Linked DNA regions of Columba livia: region 1 is linked to region 2. The links are chromatin contacts, called in public Hi-C maps. All regions are on one chromosome and are shown on one strand. The core of a region is the stretch at or near the end of the contact, and the rest is flanking DNA. Distances in the headings are between cores, read along the strand shown.

The links. Hi-C and Micro-C count contacts between places; a contact is called where the count stands out from the background.
Region 1: a contact with region 2 is called in a Hi-C map of crop, with 3 times the contacts expected there. The contact joins the promoter of GGCT here to the promoter of POMGNT2 in region 2. A contact is called at or near these places in 2 of 2 Hi-C or Micro-C datasets (crop and liver).

What each region holds. Positions count from the first base shown.
Region 1 is chr2:45,448,123-45,454,984 of bColLiv1.pat.W.v2, reverse strand. It overlaps GGCT (gamma-glutamylcyclotransferase), which reads right to left and starts at 3,084. Exons shown (of 4, transcript XM_065051653.1): 1 at 2,862-3,084. The coding sequence starts at 2,996.
Region 2 is chr2:45,297,625-45,303,975 of bColLiv1.pat.W.v2, reverse strand. It overlaps POMGNT2 (protein O-linked mannose N-acetylglucosaminyltransferase 2 (beta 1,4-)), which reads right to left and starts at 2,403. Exons shown (of 2, transcript XM_065051632.1): 1 at 2,200-2,403.

The DNA of each region.
Region 1 (6,862 bases), core at 1,835-4,334, 150 kb before region 2:
CCCAGTTCTGCAGTAAATACAGCAGTGCTGAAGATAAGTCAGCTTGACTTTTGTCCAAGTTGGCAGTGATGGAATCACTGATGGGCTTGCCATTAGACAGGCTGAAGGGCCCTTGGCTGAGGTGTACTGTGAAGGAGGGACCTGATTACTGCCTTCTTCTTGTTCCTCAAAAGACAAGCCTGCCTGGTGCCCGTTCCTTTGCAGCTTTTAGTGCTGTTATAAGACTCAAATGCTACCATGCAGAATCCAGGAAAATAGTTAGCCGCAAAGAAGCCTATAAGATAGTGAGCATTGGGTCTTGTCCGCATGTGCTAATACAACTGCCCAATTATAAAGTAACATCCTCTGTATTTTCCAGTGTTTTGTGCCATCTCATCACTCAACTGGCACATTCTTGGGTACTTTTTTAAGCCAAGGCGTATGCCTCCTTGAGTGAGCTTACTCAGGTGTTTTCAAGGTAAAACATCATTTACAAGAAAAAGAGATATTTGATTTCTAAAGTAATGTCAAATACTACTATATAAGCAAAAGAGAACAACAGGTTCTTGCACTCTTCCAGTGTGATTTCCCATCTGACTCGATACACTCAGTTTCCACTCTAACTTGTTAGCCAATTTGTGGATCCTTGCCTTGCAGTAGAGAAGGGAAAAACAAAACAAAACAAACAGCTTTAAGGAAGGCTACCTGCTTAACCACAAGAACAAAACCTGGAAAAGGCAAAAAGAATTAAAAACTACAAGAAAAATAAAACCCAAACCTATACAACCCCACAGCTTTACTTATTTCTCATAATCACCCTCTTCAAGCCGTAATTTTGATTTGAAATATATGTGTGTACATATTAATACTCACTTTCTGAGACACGTTACCTTCTTGTAATTTGTCCAGATATGGGGAACAGGCTGCTAAAGGTGAGTGGTTGGAAGCTTACAGACAGAAAAACAGCACTGGCAAAGCCATACTGTTTACTCCATCAATAGAATCACCTTCCTTCCCCATAAAATATCCCTCATTAAACTAATTTCATTAGAAAAAAAAGTTTACTTAGACATACTAGTCATCAACCATTCCACAACCTGCTGCACAACAGCTTTGCAATGTTCAGGTCACTGGATTACTGCATGAGGAGAACTGTGGACTAGACCCTGCAGACAGTCAAGCCTAAGCATGTTGCAGACAAGTAAACAGTCCAGTTGAGTCACAGACTGAAGCTACAGATGTGGATGTGAGCTTGCAGGGCACCTCCAAGGAAATAATCCTGTGGAGCCAAGTGTGTTCACATCAACCTAGTATTAAAAAAGAAACCAAAACAAAACAGCAACAGAGACTGCACAGAAACAGCACGGTTAGCTCCAGCTCTGGAAGCAGGAACCCTGTTAGGCCATGCGGGCAACTGCAGCCAGCATGCTAGATACAGTCTTAGATCAAGAGTGTGGTCTTTGGCCCTTCTTCTAAGTAGCACCGTAATACCCTTTCTGTGATTGTTACACATCCCATTTCTTACAGCTTTTGATTGAAGATCAACAGAGCTTTAAAAAATAAAAAGAGAGGATTTAATATTCTCATTTAGCATTTAAAGTACTCTGTTTATAGCCTTTTTTCCTTTTTTTTTTTTTTTAAGCACACGTGGTACTACCATAGAGCAATCACCAGAAATCAGCTCCAACCTCAGTGTGCTTCATTCCTCCCAAGGATCAGTGATCTCCCAGCTTGAAGCAAGGGAGCACAGCAGTCGGTCAAAGGCCGGCTGGCACCTGACTGACAGCTCCTCAACAGCCAACCTGCAGCGCGGCCAAAAACACTTACTGCCTAACCTGAAAAATCTACCTGAAACCCAAAAGGGGGGGCTGATGCAGAAGGCTTTCTTTTATTCATAGGTATGTATGCAATACTACTGCCCTTCTCACCTCTGAGGTCTGATCCTGCAAGGTGCTGGGCTCTCAGCACATCCAGCTCCTCAGTGGCATCTGTAATTGCCTCACACTTTACGTGAGCAGGCCTCAGTTGCCAGGTTGCTGGAACCCAAGAGACGCCAACCACCTGACTGCAGGGATTTTATTAATTACAAGGTTTTGGAACACCCTCACACACTCTAATGTAGGTCGTCTCCTTCCAGTTACCCCAAGAGAACCTTCAAGTCATCCTTAAGTGGTATCAATCAATGTTCTGCTCCTCCAAGGATCCTTCCAGTTGCACAGATGTCAACAGCTTGATGACCATGAGCTCATATTTCCAAGTCTACATCAAAGCCAAGTTGATATACAAATATTTAAGAACCCCAGGTGTGGCAGAACTGCTGGGCGCAGCAAGGTGTCCGCTGCAGCTGTGCAGCACGGGGTGAAAGCTTCCGTCCCACCTGGCACACGGTGTGGGGAGGGCTTCTCACTTGTAACCACTGTCACAAAGGGCAAGCAGGAATTTAGGTTTTTTTTTTTAATGAAGCATCATCCTTTCAAGACTGCCAGAAACCTGCCCCATAAACCCAACTAAGCACCTGCTACTTACACTTTCAGGTTCGCAACCCTTCACACATCTCAATTGGCAGCCTTACAAACTTGGTTAAACCCAGTAAGATAAACCCCACAGAGGTGGGACTATTATAACTTGTTTGGGGTTTTTTTTGGCAAAGGGCGGCCCAGACAGCAGGCCCCGACTGTCCCCACGCCGCGGCACCAAGGATGACGGGGACCCCCCCCCGCCCGAACCGTGCCCCTGCCGCCCCGCCACCGGTAGGAAGGACAGGCCAGCGGGGTTGGGGCAGCAGAGCCAGGCCCACACACGACCCCACCTGGGCAAGCGGACTCCCACGGGCTGCCTCCTCCCACCCGCGGCACCGCCGCCCCGGGCTCCCCCGCACGCACCTGCAGGCGCGCCACGGCGCAGAGCGCCGCCGAAGGGCTGCTCAGCAGCAGCCGCTCCCGCAGCAGGTTGCTGCCGTACGCGTAGTACAGGAAACAGCCGCCATCCCGCGTTTCCGTCCCGCCACCGGACTCCATCAGCCCCGCTGCACCGCCCCTTTAACATCCCCCTCCCGCTCGGCGGCCGCCTGGGCGGCGCCTCCGAGCGGAGCCGCTCGCCATTGGCGAGTCGCTTGAGCGCTACTTCCGCCGCTCCGTGAGCGCTCACATCTCCCCGCGCTGTGACGTAGCAGCGGTGGGAATGCTGTCGGCATTACGTCACGCGGGGTCGTGACATAAGCAAGGTGCGTTCGTCATGGCCGGGAGCGGGAGCCGGACGCCCTTTCCGCCAGCGCGGGGAGAGTCAGAGACCCCCCGCTAAATTAATAATATTGTAACCATTATAAATAATAATGCAATGCATTTTGCTTGTGAGTATCGTGGCTGCCTCTGAGAGGAATGTAAGCAGTCATGAATTTTAGATTAGTAAAAGGATTTTAGAGTAGTAAAGCAGTTCAGCCTGCCCCAGCCTGGAGCGCTCAGAGCAAGCTGGGCACATGCAAGGGTAAAAGGTGGGAAGATGCAGGTGTGTGGGCAGGCAGACCTGCAGAGCCAGGCGCACAGGCAGTTCCTCTCCTTCCCTGGCATAAGTGATGCGCAAATGAGACAGGAGGAGACCTTACCACTGGCCACCCGTAAGCATAGAATCACAGACTCTTTTGGGTTGAAAGAGGCCTTCAAAGCTCACCTAGTCCAACCTCCCTGCCATGAGCAGGGACATCTTCAACTAGATCAGGTTGCTCAGAGCCCCATCCAGCCTGGCCTTGAATGTCTCCAGGGATGGGGCATCTACCACCTCTCTGGGCAACCTGGGCCAGTGTTTTATCACCTTCATGTAAAACATTTCTTCCTCGTGTCTGAGCCTGAATCTTCCCTCCTTTAGTTTAAAACCATTACCCCTTTTTCTATCACAACAGGCCCTGCTAAAAAGTCTGTCCCCATCTTTCTTACAGGCCTCTTCTAAGTACTGAAAGGCTGCAATAAGTTCTCCCCGAAGCCTTCTCCAGGCTGAACAACCCCAACTCTCTCAGCCTGTCCTCACAGCAGAGCTGTTGCAGCCCTCTGATCATCTTGGTGGCCTCCTCTGAACCCACTCCAACAGGTCCATGTCTTTCCTGTACTGAGGGCTCCAGAGCTGGATGCAGGACTCCAGGTGGAGTCTCACCAGTGTGAAGAAGCAATAAGCCACTGAAGTAATATGTGCATATATATACCTGTGTGTGTGTACATATAAAAGCCCACATTGGTATCCTGAGCAGAGACAGCCCACGCAGGATTGAGCACAGGATCCCTGGCAGCACAGCGCCCAGCCTCTCTGCAAACATCTTCGCACATGCAAGGGAAAGCAGCAAGCAGGAGAGCTAATAAGCATCCTCCTTCCTTTGATTGCATGTGCAGTGCTTCATTTGAATCCCTGCTTTAGTTTTCCTGATGCAGGCGTGGGCAAAGTCAGATTCATCATAAAACACACAAAGTGATAAATGTGAGTCTGATCCTTCCTGACAAGCAGTTTTCTATTTTTAGTTTTGTTGTTTGTTTTGGGGCTGATGTTTTGATTTGTTTTTTCTTCTTATGTAGCAATAAATATTTTAGGGCGAGAGGGAACCATCATGTTCACTTGTTACACGGGTCATAGGATTATACAGCAATACTCCCTCAGTCTTGCTCCTTGAGACAGCGAGCAGCTAAACAGCAGATTTTGAAAATCTGCTTCTGGTATCTGCTTTTAGTCCCCTTTCCCTGAGGAAATGCAAACTCTGCAAGGAGAAGTTTGTCTCACTGCTCCTCCAGCAGCTGCTGGACCACTGGCTAATTTCAATCAGAGGTGACAGAAAGCAAGAGCCTTCAGAGATAACCAAGTTTCTGCTGCTTTCAAGAAAACAGTCAGAGATGGCTGTGGGATGGTGGGGATTCCCACACGAGAGGCTTCTGGAGGGCCCCCAGCTTTTGACTAAAGCTCACAGCTTTGTGTACCCCAAAATCAGCCAGCCCCAGGGAGCAAACCTGCCGGAGGGCATTGGTGTGTGCTGAACCGCCCGTCTGGGTTTGCTGTGAGCTCTCCCTCGTGAGCTGAGGTTGACATTTCCTTCTGAACGGAAGAAATCTTATGTAGGAATTGGAATGAAGCACGTAGCAATTGTTAGCTTTTTCATCTCAAAACAACCTTCTAAAAAGAAATCCCTACACAGCCTTTCATAACACTTCTTACATTATTGAAACTTTGGACATTCTGAAAAAAAATTCCATTTTTTTTCTTGACACTCAGAGTTTCAACAACTGTTTTGGTGATTTTTCACTCAAAACCCATGTATATTTTGAACAAGGGGAAACTCTTAAGCTTGTGTTCTTTTTCATGCTATTCAAATCAAGACTTTAAATGTTACAAAGTCAGATGATTGACAAATGAGGAAACTGAGTGCCTGATCTCATAGCTGGGTTTATGCACGTGAAAACCTTGGTTAGCAAAATTACAGTTAAACTTATGGGACAAGAATTAATTTAAAACACTGCCACTTTCAATTCTAAGTACTTAATCACTCAAAAAGGCATTTTCAAATTAAAATACGTTGAGGTTTCAATTTTTTATACTTTGCACTGAATACCAAGCCTGTTCAATGACCAAAGAGAAGTAGTCAGTATTTCCAGGACCACAGTTTTGGTGTGGGTGGTGTAAGCTGGTTTTACCTATTCCAAATATAGCATAATGCTAATTCAAATGCTGTTGAGATTTATGGCATTTGGATTAATTTTTAGTTTAACTGAGTCAGTCAATTTGCACTCCTGAAGCCCATAATCTAACTCTAGCACTAAACCATGTCCCTAAGAACCTTGTCTATGCATCTTTTAAACACCTCCATGGATGGTGACTCCACCACTTCCCTGGGCAGCCTGTTCCAATGCCTGACAACCCTTTCCATGAAGAATATTTTCCTAATATCCAATCTAAACCTCCCCTGGTGCAACTTGAGGCCATTTCCTCTTGTTGTATCACTTGCTGCTCAGAAGAAGAGACCAACCCCCTCCATGCTACAACCTCCTTTCAGGTATTTGTAGACAGCAATAAGGTCTCCCCTCAGCCTCCTTTTCTCCAGGCTGAACAGCCCCAGTTCCCTCAGCCGCTCCTCATCAGACTTGAGTAGAAACCTGCAGGGCTTCAGTGGTACTACTATAATAGTTTTCACACTTCTGCTGATTCACCACCTTTTCAGGAGACAATTAACTCTCCTGGAGAGGAGGGTGTCAAATGAAACCCTGTTTTTTTCTGGAGTTAAATCAGTTCTGAAATCAAAGGCTATCTCCAGAGCTGCTGAAATGAGACCTGTGGTAACCTGTTTGAAGCTCCAAACAATTTGGAGGCATTGTTTCCCCTTGGATGTAACTACAAAATCTGCGCAGAGTAAGCAGTCAGGAGTATGACTCCTGTTTGGGAGCTTCCCAAACATGAGAGAAAACTCTGGATATCCAAAGCTGTTTGTGCATTGTCCATAGAGGAGATCAACAGGGTTATTTATGCAGAGGAAGCAGGAATTTGTTTCCATCAGGTTTTTATCCCTAGATGCAGTTTATTCCTGAGCATATCCTTCTTAGATTTTTAGGGGCGAAATAAGGAAATTAGGAAAAAATAAGGAATTAGGAAAAAATAAGATGTAGTGGAATATGTTAAATCTGCTGAAGTGTCTGCCAGTCACTCAGTGTGCCTCACCACCACTCCCTCTCTGCCCCATGATTGTCACAGCGTGAGCTTTAATTAATGCTGAAGAAAAAAAAGGGAACCTGGAGGAATAATAATGGCAACTGATGCAAATGAATCACATGTACAGTCCTCCCCACAGCAGTTCTCTCCTCCCCAAGGAACCCTAGTAGGATTTGCTCTGCAATTAGTATTTCACTGAAATTATACCTTT
Region 2 (6,351 bases), core at 1,154-3,653:
GGAGGGCAAACAAAGAAACCTACTTTCTTCCAGCACCTACCAGTTGACTGCCAGGACAGGGAGAGACAGTTGTGGGGGGGAGGAAGGCAGAATGGTGTTGGAGCAGGTGGCGTGCTGATGGAGGAGGAGGGAACACGTCCTACCACAGAAGGAGAAGGAAAGGGGTGAAGACCTAAAAGGAGAAGGAAGAGGGTCCCATGTCATGCATTCATCCAGCACAGCAGAACCACTGACCAACACCAACCCTCAGCGTTCTGTGCCAACTGTGCAAGGTCTGTCAGGAACAGTCACTGGTTTTCCCAGGAAGGCAACCAGCAAAACAAGGAAAGTGTCCCTCTTTTTTGCCCATTTTGCCCAAAACTCCACTTACCCTTCCTAGCCCACTTCTCCCTGAGCTTTGTGGACCCATAGACCCATCCTGCTTCTCAATCTGAACCACAAAACTGAATTTTGTGACCATCATGGATAACAACTGAATAAATTGTTGTCCCACAGTGTGAGAAGGCAAAATTTTGTCTGTACAGCTGAGAACCTCTGATATGGTTCTAGCTCTGTGGTTTAATGCTCTCCTTTGTGCCACTTTCATTTTCGTGATTCCTCCTGCCTCCCACCACTTCCTAGGAAAATCTGCTCCTTCACAGCCGAGACACGCTCTGGTTGGAAAAGCCATTTTAAATAAAAAGCAGGTTATTTTGCTGGGACGAGTCATCTATGTATCTGTTTATTTGAATAAAACTATAGCTTTACTAGTGGAAGATCTCTAAGTCTCTATGTTTTAAAACACCTCCTAAAGACCTTGCTGTGTTAGAACACAGGCCAGATACAAATCTCTTAAAAACTCTGGGGAACAGTAACTGAATGTGACCTGCTCTCATAGGGAACACAAAATTGAGACTCCAAGTAAAACTGTCACCTTGCAATCATAAACCGATCAAAATGCACTCTTGCAGAAAAGCAGACTGGAAAGCTGGTTTTCTGTATCTAGTTCATGCATTTGGTACCCACCACATTTTTGAAAATGATACTGCAAAATAAACACCCTGTCTTACAGTTGATGAGTTTAGCATATGTCAGATTTGTTTGGGGGAGAAGATTCTCCCAGAGAATAAGAGCTCTTCTGGTTCTCAGCTAAGTCAAGACTTGAGCTAACAAGCCAATCTATCAGTTCAAGTGTTTTGAGATTGCTATTAAAAGAGCCATTACTGTTTTATTACCAAAGTCAACATATTCTCCTGAATCAGCAGTCATCGTTTAAAAGTCAGCATTTGTCAATAGTTATCCAACTATGGTACTGGTGTGAAAACACCAATATGTTCCCTTCCCTTTACCAGTTGTTCAGATACAGTCATTATTCTTATTACTTGAGAAGAGCATGCCTCTTCCCTTTTTTTTCTTTTTCTTCAAAGCAGCAGCCATTATCTTAATAACCCATTAAAACATTGGGTTAATTGAGAGGGGCTGTAAGGAAGCTGGAGGACACAAGCAGAGTGGGTAAGCCTGACCTGAGAGCATGCATGTGCAACGCACCCTGAGCTGACATATGCAAGATAAACTTTTCCACCATGCTTAGTCAGCACACAATAATTGAAAGGGGCAGGATGCAATAAATTCAGCACCCGTATCCACTGGGGCCAAATTCACAAGGACTGCTAAGCTTTCAAAGCTGAAGACAGGTGTCTGGGGGGGTTCCCAAGGCGCTCAACCATCAAGGAAAACTGTCAGGAGAACATAATTACATCTTTACCTGACCTGGTAGGCTTTAAACCTGCAGCGTCTTTGACCTCTAGGGAGGTTATTTGAGTTTTAATTGAACCGCGTTTCAGCGGTGCAGGCAAGAACCAACCCTCACAGCCCCGCCTGCCCCTGCTGCCGGATCGCTATCACTCCCCGGCTCTGGAGCAGAAAGCTTTCCACGTCCAAGGGGTCAGCTCCGCTCTGGGCACCCCTGGGGGGAGCTCTGGGGGAAAACCCCGGCTTGTTCCCACCTCCACCCCGTGCCTCCCCACTGTGGAGTCGCCGCCGATCACCAGAGACACCGCCGCGGCCCCACTTTCCCCTCAGGAAAGAGGCGGCAACCGCCACCGGCCCCCGCGAACCGCCCTTCGCTGGTGCCCGGCCCGGGCCGCCGCCGCCCCACGGCCGCCCTGCGCCGCCCTGCGCCGCCCCGCGCCGCCCCACGGCCGCCCTGCGCCGCCTCACCTGCCGCCCGCGGCGCCAACGGCAGCAACCGCCCCCTCGGCTCGGCCCGGCCCCTACCGCCTTCTCACGGCCTCCCCGCCCGCGGCGGGCGGCGCCGCCACCTCCTCGCAGGCGGGTGCTGTCCGCGGAGAGGGGCCGTGGCGGCGGCGGGGCGGGCCGGAGCGGCACCGCCTCCCCAGCGCTCTCGGCGGCGGTGGGGAGGGGGGCGGGCGGCCCCTCGCCCGCCGCACTCGGCAGAGAGGCGGCTGCCGCGCATGCTCAGTGCCGGGCGCTGCGAAAGGCGTTATGGGAGGTGTAGTTCGGGGCTGCCTGTGCCATGTCCCCTCAGGATGGGCTCCCTGGCGCGGTTTTTGGTACAGACCCTCTAGCTCGTCCCAATCATCCCTCAGCCCGGTGGTGGTTCCCCTCACTCCTTTCTCCCCAGGCTGCCCAGTCAGTTTCCTCAACCCCTTTGCTTCTCTCAGTCACCAGCATCACTCACTGCTCCTCATCTCCTCCCCAAATCTCCTTCAGCCTCTACCTCACCCTCCTGCAGTCCTCCCACCGCCTTCCCACACTGACCTTCCGCCGTCCCCCAGGGTTCCTCCCTGACCCTCAGTCTTCCTCTGCCCAAGAGCACCCCCACTTGCTGCCCACACTCCCTGGCCTCTTGGCTCCTTCCACTCAGAATGTATGTGCTAAAGCAGGGGGCAATCGTCCTTATTATGAGTACATGGCTTCAAATCTACCAGAAAAACCTGTCAGATAGCAGACACCTGCACCTTTCCCAGAGGAAGGTTCCTTCCCACCCATTGATCCCATCAGTGTTTATAAATATCTCAAGGGTGGCTGTCAAGAGGACTCTTTTCAGTGGTGCTCAGCAATAGGATGTGGGGCAATGGGCACAGACTGAAGTACAGGTGGTTCTGTCTGAATGTGAGAGGAAACTGCTTTGAGGGTGCCAGAGCACTGGAACAGGCTGCCCAGGGAGGTTGTGGAGTCTCCTTCTCTGGAGACATTCAAACCCCGCCTGGACACATTCCTGTGTGATCTGCTCTGGGTGAACCTGGTTTAGCAGGTGGGTTGGACTAGATGATCTCCAGAGGTCCCTTCTAACCCCAACCATTCTGTGACAGCCGCATCAGGTCACATTGACATGGTAGGGTTTGGTAAGTTCAGACTTCACCAAAGCAACCCTGAAATTATTACGGCTTGAATAGATCACCAAGAACATGCTGAGTCTCATCCAAGAGGTCAGATCGACCGAGCACTTGGATGTGTGTGCGTACAGCGCCTCTGCTTGATCCAGTATCTCCCAAAGTCAGTGGGGCTTTTTGTCATTGACTTCACCAAGGCTTTGGATTTCACAGGGGAGCTTTCTATTTCCACACCCACACGGTGCTTTCAGTCGATGAGAAGGACAGTTAGTGGTTTGGTAGCATCTTTCACGTTAGCTGGCATTTGTATGCGTAATTAAATGCTCCCAGAGTGATAGGATTGCTAAACATGAATGCAGGAAATGAATGTAAAACTTTAACCGTTTAAATGTTTGCCTCTGAGAAGCTGATAGTCACTTGGGGGAAATAAAATTTAGTTACTTAGTACTCCTTCCTCCAGCCTCTTTTTCTGTCTTGCAGATTTTGTAGCTAATGATCCAAAGCACTAACTTGTCTTATAAGAGATACACACGAGAACTGAGGTTTTTCAGAAATACTCATTGCTACTCTAAATTTAATTTTGTTATGGTCTCTGTGAATTTTAGTGCTGAGTTCACATACATTGATAAGGCAAATGCCAGGCTTCTGAGATTCGTTTTCCAGAGTTTGATCAAGAACTATGATGCTAATGAAATCCACTGCAAGAGATCCCATCTACTCTGTTTCTTGTTAGGTTTGTCAGTTATACTCCAGCCCTAGAGAAACTTTAGAATGCTTGATCCGCATCCTTATAACTAGAGCGACAGTGCAAAATAATCATAATTGTCATCATTTTCATTAAAATGTGTTGGAATAAAAGCTCACTATTTATTTCATTTCTATATATCTATTTCTTTTCAATTCTATTTAATTTCATTTCATTTGCAAGTAGAAATCTTGACTAAGATTTCACAAATACCTGCTTGCATATTCACATAAATGTCATCTGCAGTGCCACTTTTCCTCCTTGTTATGAAATATTTAATGAGCCAGTCAAAAATCCAGACATTACAGTAATTTGAATTAAGTGGCCAGTCACATATCACAGACAATGGATGGCCAAAGACAAAGACATAATCATTTGAGAAAAAAAAGAACACCCATAAGCTGAAATGTGTTCCTATGAAATATTCATAGGATTGTGGTGATTTATTGTCATGTCTGCTTCAGAATAACCTGCAACAGGAAAATAGCATAATCTGATACTTTTTATGCAAAATAGTTAATTTGTTTTGCCTGGAGTATCAAGTTTATAGACACATGTCTGTTTAAGCCTAACACCTCTAAGGGGTAGGGAAGTGTTTTCCTTAACACAAGGTTTGACAGGGGATACCCAGTGAAAGCAATGTGAATATGCTGGTGGAGGAGAAAGTCACTTCAGGTACCCAGATGTGGGTGCCTACTGCCATTTTAGACAGCTTGGATTGCCCAAGACATCTGCACAGGCCTGGTAGATATGACATGGGACCTATAAGACATTCTCAACTGCTCTAATGGCCCCTAGAGACCAACTTGAGTTTCAAGCATGGTATCACACACTTACATTGCCTGAATCACGTCTGAGGTGACTGCTTAGGAAATAAATCAGCTTTCAGAGACAGGGGCAGAGGATGGGCTCACAATTAGGACTTAGAACAGTTGAGCCACCTTTTATAGTCAAACAGACAGAGCTGTGTCTCCAGTCTAAAGCAAACATTGGAATGTTTCCACCTCACACATCCTCACCTCACCTTCTGCACTTGGCTTATAGCTCCCCTTGTATGTGCAACCTTTTTGAATGAGAAAATATCAGAAGGCCTGATCCCTGGAAGCTGCCCCCAGCCAGCACAAGCGCTGATGTGCCTGCTCATGAGTTTCAACATGCTGGACTGCAGCACTCCAAGCCTTGATCAGCTGAAGTCAACTAGATCCACCAGCTTCTTTGTTGTGTGTTTGTGTGCGATGTCGCCTCAGCTCTTTTGTCTCTTTACCTATCACCTCTGCCCTCCCTCAGTTTTCACGTCTGTGCTGCACAAATGAATATTTGGTGGGCAGTGGTGCTGTTAACTGTTATACACCAGGACAGATGGAAGCATCTACACAAGGTGTTGGCAGGATCTTGCTGGGATCCAGCTACCCAGATGTTTTTTTTTTTAAATGTCAGCTTTGTAAATTTGATTAGGTGGGGACAGGAGGACACACAGCCCAAGAGATGGGGCATGCTGCCTGTGGTGCAGTCACAGTTCAGCAGAGCTTGTGGGACAACCAGCCACTGTGTAAAACTGGTTGAGCACCAGGGGTTCAAGTCTTGTAAAAAGTAATAAGCAATGTCCATGGAGTGTGCTGCTATATGATCATCCTGCCAAGAGCACCGTTTCAGGTAAAAAGCGTCAGTGAAGCCATTCGGGACTAAAGGCATCATGTAACTCTCTGCACGTCGGCTCAGCATATTTTAAATGGGGGCAGTAGAGAGAGCTGAATGAGAGATTTTGGAAGTGCTACATGCCTCAAACCTCTCTCACAAATTCATGTAATTCACTAAAGAAATTATACATATTCATATCATTCTACCTCAGGTGTATGAATTTGTTTGGAGAGGATAGACACTTCATTGCCTCCGAAGAGCAAGATTTCATTAAACTGTCTCTCATTTGGAAAATGCAAGCCGTGACCCCACTCTCTGGAGTACCTGACAGCCAGTAATAGCTGTATAATCATCAGTACCTATCAATTTTTCACATACTGATGCAAGAGTAAAAAAAGAAATAAAAAAATCTGTCACTGAGCAACGCTGCCGCTGAAGTGATTTGTGTCTACATGCCAGTGAGGGCACTTGGTGTTCTGAAAGTGCTGCTCTGATCCTAGTGTTTTGCCCCTCCAGCCCAAGGTCTGGGTAGTTGCTGGTGTTGCCAAGGAAGGTTAAGCTTTTGTTTCTCGTGTTGCAAGTAAAACGAGGTGAAATGAGCAGACATGCTATTAAACAGGTAGGCAAACATAG